Regions from separate parts of the Mus musculus genome. Here region 1 is linked to region 2. The links are chromatin contacts, called in public HiChIP or PLAC-seq maps. All regions are on one chromosome and are shown on one strand. Each heading gives the region's core, a stretch centred on a gene start, on an enhancer-like site or on the middle of the called end of the contact. The rest is flanking DNA. Distances are from core to core; before and after follow the strand shown.

The links. HiChIP or PLAC-seq counts read pairs in DNA pulled down with a chosen protein or histone mark.
Region 1: a contact with region 2 is called in an H3K4me3 HiChIP or PLAC-seq map of bone marrow-derived macrophages, with 10 times the contacts expected there. The contact joins the promoter of Zfp758 here to the promoter of Zfp995 in region 2. A contact is called at or near these places in 3 of 115 datasets of contacts at active chromatin or transcription factors (bone marrow-derived macrophages, large pre-B cells and stem cell-derived neural progenitor cells) and 3 of 9 other capture datasets (adipose tissue, liver and macrophages).

Annotation. Positions count from the first base shown.
Region 1 is chr17:22,360,074-22,366,249 of GRCm38.p6, forward strand. Zfp758 (zinc finger protein 758) reads left to right here and starts at 1,380. Exons shown (of 3, transcript NM_001347330.1): 1 at 1,380-1,634. The coding sequence starts at 1,509. Zfp944 (zinc finger protein 944) reads right to left here and starts at 1,327. Exons shown (of 6, transcript NM_176962.4): 1 at 1,095-1,327.
Region 2 is chr17:21,905,757-21,911,450 of GRCm38.p6, forward strand. Zfp995 (zinc finger protein 995) reads right to left here and starts at 4,170. Exons shown (of 5, transcript NM_001256493.1): 1 at 3,798-4,170; 2 at 2,293-2,440.

The DNA.
Region 1 (6,176 bases), core at 130-2,629, 450 kb after region 2:
TAATGCAACACAAACTTAATTCAGAAACAATAGTAACTCAATCTCTGGGCACAACCCTGAAAACCTAATCTTGTAAGCCTTGTACTCTTATTCTTCTAGTGGTTGATCCTTGTGGATCTGCCATGATACTGGGACACTCAAGCAGCTACATCTTACCCATATGCTGTCTTGGTTCCAAAAGGACCCGACTCTCTCTTGTTTACTCTCTTCCTATGTCCAACCTGAAAGTCCCATGTACTCACCCAGTGATTGGCTCCTATATTCATTAGGGGACTGGTTCACAAGAACAGGCCCATCCACAGTAGAGGAGGAAGAGGAAGAAGAAGAGGAGGAAGAGAGATAGAGACCAAAACGTTTGGATTATATAGGGAGGCACCTCTAGTGGAAGGGCAACCAGGACCCTGGGCTGAAAAGTTAGGATTGAGGGCAGGGCCTCTCAGGTTGGTAGAACCCTGAGGTCAGGTCTGCTTTGATATTTAAAATATGCACCTCAGTCCATTGTCCTGGCATCCAAAACCAAACAGTATCAAAGGAGACAACTTTGGCTAGGTGCTTTCTTGGCTCCCGCTTCTTCTCTTGCCCCCTATTCTCTCTTCCCTTCTCTTCCTTTGTCCAACTCCACCTCTCTCTTTCCAATCACATCCTGGTTAAGTCTGGACCCTTACTTTCTGAGTCAGTCAAGTCTGCCCTGGTTCCTCTTTTTACTTCTACCTACAAAGCCCTCTGAGGATGCCTATTTCCCAGGCCATAAGCCACTCTCTCCTGAGTAGGCAAATGATGGGTCAAGGGAGTTAAGAAATCTAAGTTCGAGAAGCTTTGTAACTGCTGTTACAAAGAGAACCCCGTGTGCAAACTACAGTACTGCAAATGTTCTACGACACTATTTTCGGAAATCATTCTGGTAACCATAAGATAAATGAAAACAAACAAACAAACAAACAAAGCACGATACACCCAGTTCATAGGATCTCAAACCTCCTGACAATGATAAAAATCCACAGCATAATTGTGAGCGCGGCGTCCTTAAGAGCAACTGCAGAAAACAAGCCCCTGCTCCGCTCCAGCCCATTTCCCAGCCCCGCAGCTCCTCTGACCTGGAAGGTTCCAGGGCCGCCGGGCTGCGGTGCCCCCGGCTGCGCGGCTGATGGCTGACTCTCCCAGGTCAGCACAGGAAACCGCATCTGAGGAGAGTTACGGCCTTCGAAAAGAACCAGGCCAGGGTAAGTCGCCCGCAGTGGGAGTAGAGACAACTTGGCTCCAACAGGTACCTAAGGGGACGCGGTTCCCAGTCTCTGGCCACGATCTTTGGAGCGGCTCCCCTAGCCCCGCCCAGGACACCACGGTTCCGGTCACGTGACAGCGCTAACGCCTTCAGGCCCGCCGCTTTCACTTCCTTAATTACGTTGGTAGAGTCCGTCCAGCTGCGTTCTCTTCTAGGTCGCCAGCTCCAAATGTCCAGGCCAGAATGACGTGAAAAGCCACCACTCCCCTTGCTACCTGTGTAATCCATGTGTACTCGAACTGAGCGCTGGTTTTTCGGCCCCAGTTTCCTTCGGAAACCGGAAAGCTCCTCAGACTCTGTTTTGTGGCTGCGGACCTGGGAGAGTCAGCAGCGCAGCCCTGGAAGGTCCCAGGTCAGAGGCGCTGCGGGGCTGGGAAACGGGAGGGAGCGGAGCGGGGAGGTGGGGGGGGGGGGGGGGCTTCCGCAGCTGTTTTTATGGACGCCGCTCTCACAGTTCTGATGTGGATCTCTTACAGTTGTCAGGAAGTTGAGATCTTATGAACAGTTGGTCTATCATGGTTTTTTTTCATTTATCCTCCAGTTAACAGAATATTCAGTCGTAAAATAACTCATTAAAAATGATAGACCAGTTGTATTATCTGCTGTTTGCTATTGTGTCAATCACAAAGCTTACGGAATGTAAATTTATTCATATTTTCTAACTCCTGTGTTTTACTAATTGCTTATTCAAGAGGATACGTTTTACCCTGCTATGTAGAACTTTGTGTATATAGTAATCATATGAAGAACCAGTGCACACTTTTTTGAACGAGAAAATATACTTTGTGTTATGCTACGGCTATGATTGTAAACATTACTATTTACTAAGCATACTTTTTATTGCCCATGAATTATTCGTCTGAGTTGTATGCAGTTTAGGATGTAAGTAAAGCATTCAGAAATGCGTCTTCATATGCTGATTTATTTTTTAAATTGCCTAATTTTTACTAGATATTTTCTTTATGTATATTTCACATGTTATCCCTTTTCCTGGTTTCTCCTCCGAATACACCGCCTCACCCCCTGCTCCCCAACCCACCCACTCCCACTTCCTGGCCCTGGCATTCCCCTACACAGGGGCATAGAACCTTCATAGGACCAAGGGCCTCATCTCCCATTGATGACCAACTAGGCCATCCTCTGCTACATATGCAGCTGGAACCTTGAGTCTCACCATGTGTATGTTCTCTTTGGTTGGTGGTTTAGTCTCTGGGAGCTCTCGGGATACTGGTTAGTTCATATTGTTTCTCCTATGGGGCTGCAAGCTCTTTCAGCTCCTTGGGTCCTTTCGGTAGCTCCTCCATTGGGGACCCTGTGCTCAGTCCAGGGGTTGACTTCGAGGATCTACCTGTATATTTGTCAGGCACTGGCACAGCCTCTCAGGAGACAGCTCTAACAGGCTTCTGTCAGCAAGCACTTGATGGCATCCACAATAGTGTCTACGTTTGATGACTGTATATGGGATGGATCCCCAGGTGGGACAGTCTCTGGATGGTCATACCTTCAGTCTCTGCTCCACACTTTATCTCTGTAACTCCTTCTATGAGTATTTTGTTCCCCTTTCAAAGAAGGACTAAAGTATCCACACTTAGGTCTTCCTTATTCTTGAATTTCATGTGGTTTGTGAACTGTATCTTGGGTATTCTGAGCTTCTAGACTAATATCCACCTATCAGTGAGTGCATACCATGTGTATTCTTTTGTGACTGGGTTACCTTATTCAGGAAGATATTTTCTAGTTCTATCCATTTGCCTACAAATTTCATGGTCATTGTTCTTAATAGCTGCGTAGTACTCCATTGTGTAAACGTACCACATTTTCTGTATCCATTCCTCTGTTGAGAGACATCTGGGTTCTTTCCAGCTTCTGGCTATTATAAGTAAGGCTCCTATGCTGATTTCTTATGGTACATCTTAGGTCCAAGCAAGTTCAGTATTGCTATGTGAGTGTATTAGACAACACTATGTAAAGTTTTAGAAGCATCTTTTGTACAATTGTGATCACTCTCCTGTATCAGAAAAAAAGTCTCTGTGCTTGAAGAAAAGCACTCTGCACCTACATATGTGGCCAAGCTGCTGGGGTTTTTTTGTTTTGTTTTGTTTTTCTTTTTATTGTAGGGTTTGTTAACATTCAGTGCTGTGACTAGACTTCTTGTAGGAGGAGTAGGAATGCCTAGACCCTGCTGACAGGGCTTTTTGTAAAAATCTACCTTTGGACAAGTGTAGCAGTCTGATTTCTGTGGGTGACAATAGTTTTCTTGCAGTCTCCCCATCTCCTCCCAGGATTCCTGGGAGAATGACTCTGCTTGTGTCTGAGCTGGGTGTGAATGAGACTCACAGAGTTAAATGAAATTGTTGGATGAAAAGGGACATTTTTTTTTTTTTTTTTTTTGGTTTTTCAAGACAGGGTTTCTCTGTATAGCCCTGGCTGTCCTGGAACTCACTTTGTAGACCAGGCTGGCCTCGAACTCAGAAATCCACCTGCCTCTGCCTCCCGAGTGCTGGGATTAAAGGTGTGCGCCATCATGCCCGGCAGAAAAGGGACATTTTTATTTATGATATTTTCTCTGCCTCAGCCTTGAGGCAGGCTGATCCAGAATTTGACCTTGCTGCCACTAAGAAGGAGATTACCTAGGGTGGATCCTTCTGAACTAGATGGCTCTATTGTTCTGTCACCTGCCACTGCTCTCCTCCAAGACACTGACTGCTACCTGCTGAGAGGCCCCTGAGATATTCTGGGAGGAACATCCTATCCTGCACTTCGCCTGCAGGCTGGCTCCAGGCACCAAGAGTGGACAGGGGTGGGGATGGGCCTTTCCTCTTATAAGCATGGTCTCTTAGTAAACTTGCGGGCCTTGAACAGAATCGTGTCTTGGTCTCCATTAATCTCTCTTGCCATCTAAGTCTTTTTCAGCCCCAGCCTGCCTCCCAGATGTGCCTGGTTCTTGTAGGCCTAGGGCCGGCATACAACCTTTCTCCTTCACATTTATCCTTTTGGAGGCATCATTTATATTTGTTCCATGAAAAGTTCTGGGTATTTTCTGAAGACTCTTTCCCATATGCAGGTGCCCACTGCTCAGTCAGTGCTACTTACCTGTGAATCTGAGAGCCCTGGATGGTGAAGAGAGGAAAGTGTTGCAAAGGATCGTATTTGTTAGAGGGATTGAGGAAGGGATGGGGAAGGCCTCAAGTCCCAGTAGAAAGAGGACATGAGATTGGTTTGGCCAGATTCCATTTCATTCCAAATATTTCTAGATAATTGCACTGGGAGTCATATCAGAATATTCCCATTGTAGGTAGTAGAAGACTCTCTATGTGAGAATTCATACACAGAGGTAAATGTAATTTAATTTGGTTTTGTATGTGAAGGATGCTGTCCCCTCCCATTTACATCACTGATCATATCTTAATATTTTTATTATTATATTTTTAGCATTCTGTTTAGTCCGAACAGTTATTGCCTCTTAGTTTTTTCTGATATTAGAGTTTTAGAGTATTTTGTAGTTTTTTTTTTTCTCTTATCTTTTATGGTTAATCTCTCCCCTTCCTAAAATTATATTTCCTAAAATAATGCCAGCAGGATTTTGATAAGATTTGCTTAATATCTGTAAAAACTATAAAGTTATATCTATATTGCCTTCCATTTATAACCCTGTGTTCTGTCTTTATGTTAATGAAAGGACCTAGTGGGGAGACCCCCCAGTCACAAATCCTGAGATGGCACGCACCCAAAGAATCACGAGAGACTGTCTTGATGCAAACACACAAGGTGTTTAATGATGGAGCTCCGGGCGACACTATCTCCCTCAGGAGACAGAGGTGTCAACCATGAGGCTCAGAAGCTAGGGGTTTATATAGGAAAAGAGTGGTGGTAGGGGAAGAATTGGCGTGGTTACACACAATTAGACAGTTTAAACATCAGCAAACTATATGTGCAGATTGAGGGAACAGCAGAGCATCTGGTTAACATTTAACCCATGTCAGTCACAGGAGAAAAAGGGATAATTTGAAAAGTGATTTTAGAATTAATTCTAAGTTACCTGTAAAAAAAAATTTCTCTTTCTTTCTCTAAAAAGTTCTCCAAATTTTTTTTTCTCTAAAAAAGTTCTTCTCTGATCTTTTCTCCTAATCTTGTTCTCTTCTCCTGCTCTGATGTAACAGTACCCTTGCTCCAAATGCCATGCAATGTTCTTTCCTAGTCTTTTGTACCCTATCAAGTAGAAAATGTCACATGGTTTATCCAAGCATCCTTTTTTTTTTTAAAAAACAAAAGTTCGCTAGAAGTTCAAGCCTAAATTCAAATCATAAATTGAATAAGTTTACAACAGAAATGTTTACATGCATATCCAATTAGGGTAATTTTTCTAGTTAAACATTCATTATCTGTCACTAGCTCTCCATGTTCAGGTTCATGGAGAGTTAAAGACCATAATTAAGTTGACATTGAAATTTTATATAAATACAATCAGGATTTTATCTTCTGTCATTGCACCTAAAGTGAATTGTTAGTTCCCTTTTTTATGACCTTTGGTTAATTGTTTTACAACCTCTTAGAATGTGCTCTAAGTTGTAGATGCCTGTTTTCTATCTCAGAAGGAATTAACTCATGACACTTGAAGACTGGCAGAGTTGTCATTGAAGTTTTGACATAGGTCTTAATAGCAGTCCTATTATAAAAGATCTTAATAATTACTAATATAATTTTAGGAATTCTTTTTTTCCAGTGTTTTTTTTTTTAAGATTTATTTATTGATTATATGTAAGTACACTGTAGCTGTCTTCAGACACTCCAGAAGAGGGAGTCAGATCTCGTTATGGATGGTTGTGAGTCACCATGTGGTTGCTGGGATTTGAACTCTGGACCTTCGGAAGAGCAGTCCGGTGCTCTTACCCAC
Region 2 (5,694 bases), core at 2,920-5,419:
AGACATTATTTAAAAAACAAAAAAATCAAAACAAACAAAAAAAGACAAAACACCAATAGCATAGGCACTGAGATCAACAATTAATAAATGGGATCGCAGGAAACTGAAAAGCTTCAATAAGACAAAGGGTCCTGCTGGGTGGTGGTGGCGCACGCCTTTAATCCCAGCCCTTGGGAGGCAGAGCCAGGCAGATTTCTGAGTTTGAGGCCAGCCTGGGCTACAAAGTGAGTTCCAGGACAGCCAGGGCTATTCAGAGAAACCCTGTCTTGAAAAAACAAAACACAAACAAACAAACAAACAAACAAACAAACAAAAAAGACAAAGGACACCATTGTTGGGACAAAGCAGAAACCTATAGAGTAGGAAAAGATTGTACCAATTCTACTTCCAATAGAGAACTAATATCCAAAATACAGCAAGAACTCAAGAAACTAGATGTGAAAACAACCCAATAATCCAATTAAAAATGGGTTACAAATCTAAACAGAGGATTCTAAATGGAGAAAACTCAAGTGGCCAAGAAACACATAAAAATATTCTTCTCTCTTAGCCTTCAGGGAAATGCAAATCAAAATTACTTTGAGATTCCCGTCTTACACTTGCCAGAATTTCTAAAATCAATAAAACAAGTGACAGCTCATGGTGGAGAGGATGTGGAGCAATACAAACATCCTTCCATTGCTAGAGGGAGTGCAAACATGCACAGCCACCAAGGAAATCAGTGTAGCAATTCCTTAAATTGATGGGAATCAAACTACTTCAAGATCCACCCATAGTGCTCTAGGATGTATACCCAAAGTACACTCCAACCTACCCAAGGACCCTTGCTCAAACATGCTCACTGCATCTTTATCTATAATAGGCAGAAATTGAAATCAACCTACATGATCCTCTACAGAAGAATAAATAAAGAATATATGGTATATTTACACAAAAGAGAATTACTCTGCTATTTAAAAGAAACAGAAAAATGTGACACAATGCTTCATGTCTCCAGAGCCACCAATGCCTCTGAGGCTATCACTATGCACCATTACAACGTCAGTAACTTTATTAAAAAAATAAGGAAGACTATTAATTGGTAAGACTCAACGAAGTTTTTTAAGGACTTGCTGTTAGGAGGGTTGGAAACAATTATCGTAGGTAAGAGGAAAAGCAAAAACAATCAACTTATAAACAAAGTATATTAACAAAAGATCAAATGGTATATTTCCAGAAAACTCTATGATCAACATGAATGCATTTCACAAAAGTTTCCAAATGTATTAAACAATCATGACATGATTGTAGGAAGCAGATAGATGGTGATGCAGATAAGCTTCAATATCTACCATTTGGAAAGACAACCATGAACGGCGCTGAAAACCAGTATTGAGTAGCACAGCTCTGGAAAACCATCCACAGGACAGGAGAAGAACAATCTTCTCAAACCTCATGCAGAAGTCTCAAGTGTGGTCATGTCAGGACAAGTCAGAAAGGCCAGGTGGTGCAAGCCTTTTACCCCAGCACTGGAGAGGCTGCGGCAGCAGATGTCTCAGTTCAAGCACTGGCTTATTTTCTGAATTCCAGAACTTCCGGGACTACCTAGACAAAGTGTCTCAAAAAAGAAAAATAACAACAAAGAAAAAAATTCTTCAAACCTACTAAAGATTGCAGAGTAAAAAAATGTCTTCTCCACACCTAACCCTCAAGAGACTTGAGGCCTCAGGGAGTGGGTAGGTCTAGTGGGTGGGGATGAGAGGTGGGGATGCAAATCTTGCACAAATGATAAGAAGACAGACTACAGCGGGTATCAGTGGGAAGGTAATATAGACAGAGTTTAATACCTTGCAAAGTTACTAAACAAATCTTATCAAAATCTTGCTGGCATTATTTTAGGTAACTGAGAAACTAACCGTAAAAGATAAGACAACTTAAAGGAATTACATAATGCTCTAAAACTCTATGAGCAGAAAAAAAAAAATAACAGGCATCAAGTGTTCTGACTAAACATTACATAAGAATATAACAATAAAAATGTTTAATATTGGTAGGAAGATATGATCAGGAATGTGAATGGGAAGGGGACAATATCTCTCACATACAAACCAATGAAATTACATTTGCCTCTGTGAATTACTTCTTACATAGAAAGTCTTCTAAACCCTACAGTGGGGATATTCTGATGTTATTCTCACTGCAATTATCTAGAAATATTTAGAATGAAATAGAATCTGGCGAAACAAATCTCATGTCCTCTTTGTACTGGGATTTGAGCCCCTCCCCATCCCTTCTTCACTCCCTCTAACATACCTGGATCTTTGCTAGTTTCCTCTCTTCACCATCCAGGGCTCTCAGTTTCACAGGTAAGCTGAACTACCTGAGGAGTGAGACACTTGCACATGGGAAAGAGTCTTCAGAAAGCACCCAGAACTTTTCATGGAACAAAAATGAATGATGCCTAAAAAAGGATAAACATGAAGGAGAGAGAAAATATCAGAAATATAAATGTCTCTTTTCCTCTAAGCATGTAGGCTCAGACACATGCACATTCATTCTCCCTTGAACCCTGAGGAGGAGCTAGAGAGACTTCAAGAAAATTATTGTCACTCACAGAAACCAGACTGCTGCACTGTCCAAAAGAGATCTCTGCCAAAAGCCCTGTTTGCAGGGTCTAGGAATTCCCATTTCTCCTACAAGAAGTCCACTGACACAGCACTGAATGATAACAAACCCTAGAGTAAAAAACAACAGCTTGGCCACCTATGTGAGGGCAGAGTGCTTTCCTTCAACCAAAGAGACAATTTTCTGATACAGGGGAGTGATCATAATTATTCAAAAGATGTTTTCTAAAACTTTATTTTAATGTATAGTGTGTCGAAGAGACTCCAATATTGGGCTTGCCTGGACCCAAGGAGTAACATAAGAACTCAGCATATGAAGACATAGTTCTGAATGTTTTACTTACATCCTAAACTGCATACAACTCTGATTAAAAAGTTCATGGCCACTAAAATGTCTGCTTAGTAAATATTAGTGTTTACACCCATAACAGTAGGGCTCGATAAAGTATATTTTTTGGTTCAATAAATCTGCACTGGTTCCTCATATAATAGTATATACAAAGCTCTCTGGGGATGCCTATTAACCGGGCCAAAGGCATTCTCTTGAATAAGCAATTAGTAAAACAAAGCAAGAAAGCAAGAACAAATTCACTTTCCACTATCTTTGTAATTGGCACATTAGGAAATAGATGGTGCAACTGCCCTTTTACAAGTTTTTTTTTTCCATTTTTTTATTGGGTATATTTTTACATTTCAAATGTTATCCCCTTTCTCAGTTTCTCCTCCACAAACCCACTATCCCCTACCCCTGCCTCTAAGAGTGTGCTGCCCCACCTACACACTCACTTCTACCTCATCGCCCTAGCATTCCCCTACCCTGGGTCATTGAGCCTGCACAGGACCAAGGGGCTCCCCTCCCAGTGATGACCAATAGGGCCATTCTCTGCTACAAGTGCATCTGGAGCCATGGGTCCCTGCATGTCTACTCTTTGGTTGGTGGTTTAGTCCCAGGGAGCTTGGGTTGGGGCGGGTAGGGTGTTCTGGTTTAACAGTGATTTTATGACTGAATATTCCTGTAACTGTAAGATAAATTTTAAAAAATCACGATAAATCCCAGGTCACAGGATCTCAAACTTCTGGTCAGTGGTAAGATATCTACAACAGAACTGTGAGAGCGGCATCCATAAAAGCAGCTGCGGAAAACATCCCCCTGCTCCGCTCCCTCCCGTTTCCCAGCCCCGCAGCTCCTCTGACCTGGGACCTTCCGGGGCCGCCGGGCTGCGGTGCCCGCCGCTGCGCTGCTGACTCTCCCAGGTCCACAGTCACAAAACCGCGTCTGTGGAGACTTTTCCGGGTCCAGAAAGGGCAAGGATGCGGAAACCGGAAGGTAGAAAGACGATCGGTGGAAGTTCCTGTCACTCAGGCCTGGATCTTAGGAGCTGCTCTCCTAGACCCGCCCAATAAACCGTGGTTATGGTCACGTGGTCCCCCAAATCAGTTTGAGAGCAAGAGCTTTCCCCTCCTTAATTACTACTGCTTTTTTCCTGTTCTGGTCAATGTCCTGGTCTTGCCTTTATCCCTGCCCCGGGGATTCCATTCCCTCCTGCTCAGTCATCAGCTTCCTGCCACACAGCTCCACCTGCGGACCTGCTCTGCACAACCTCCCTACTGCTTGCTGACAGACTAGAAAAAAACTGGTTCCATAGGAAGCTGAACTCTTGACATCTGAGAGTGAGTTCTGAAACCCTCAGATAATAGAGAGGCAGCCTAACTTCTTACCTTTGGACACTAGCCTCCTAGGCTACAATCGCACAGCAAAATATAACCTAGACCCTAAATTCTTTTTTTTTTTTTTTTTTTTTTGTGTAGAGTAGAGTTTATTTAGGGCATGGGGTGGGGCTTTAAGAGAGTAATGGAGGCAAAGAAAGACAGAGAGAAGGAGAGAGTAGGTAAGTGGAGACTGGCCTTGCCCTCCTGGAGAGAGGGTGGAAAGGAATGGAGGGCAGAGGAAGGAACAAGGGAGGAAGAGGCCAGAGAGACAAGACTTTAAGAGATAAATTCCAATTTCTATGTTGCACCCCAACACACAAAACTAAAAATGAGTCCCAAAATTTGGCTTCCTTCCAAAGCATGTATCAAAGCATACATGAAGTATAAGAGGGACCACTGAGATGAAAATGTGGATAAAGACAGATGGAACAGAGAATGGTGGGAGGGTGCTCTGCAAGCTCTCTGGGGAGCTCCAGGGACAACGGTCACTCTGTGGAAACAACAAGGTGTACAACAGGGCAGTTGGAAAGCACTGATAAAGTTAAACTCCAAGAGATTTGTCATGGCCACAATAGCAAAGAAAATAGATAATGCAAATAGTTTGCACAAATATTTTCCTACAAATAGTCTGACAACCATAACATGAATGAAAACATCAGCGTCAGCCCCAGTTCATGTAAGCAAAAATACAGTGATAGCACAACAGAATTTTGATAGCCAGGAAAAATAAAATGCCTTCTGACGTGAGTTTATAGTACTTAAAATTCCATGCAGACGGGAATCGTGGTCAGAATCAGAACGGTAAGGAAAATGGACGTAATAATACTTGAATTCTCAAGGGAAAGGGCATTTGTGTCTGACACATCATTTTATCACTCTGGTCTATAACACAGAAGCTGGTATTTGGGTAAGGAATGCATTGAATATATATTTTTCTTTTGGTAGGATGGCCAGTTTTACTATGTGAATCCTCCTCATCCACAAGCTTGGGAGATCTTTCCACATTCTAGTATATTCTTTAATTTCTGTCTTCAAAAACTTGATTCTTTTATCATAGATGTCTTATACTTGCTTGCAATGTGGTGTGGAAAACATATAATCTCAACTGTTGTTTCTACCCAGGTTTTGATTATTCACTTTCAAGGTAAAAGACATACACAATCTTCATAATATGCCTTTATCAGCCCTAGTACTAGGAATGTATATATCATCTATGCTATTAGTATGTCTATCTCCCAACTATTAATCCCACTATATTTTGCCATGTTTTATTTTGGTTGCTTTGAACTCCAATTAGCCAGCCAACATGGCCATTATCGAAGACTCTTAGCTCATGGTGGCTTCCTCTTCTTCCACCTTCTTTCTCCCCAGGGTTCTTCTC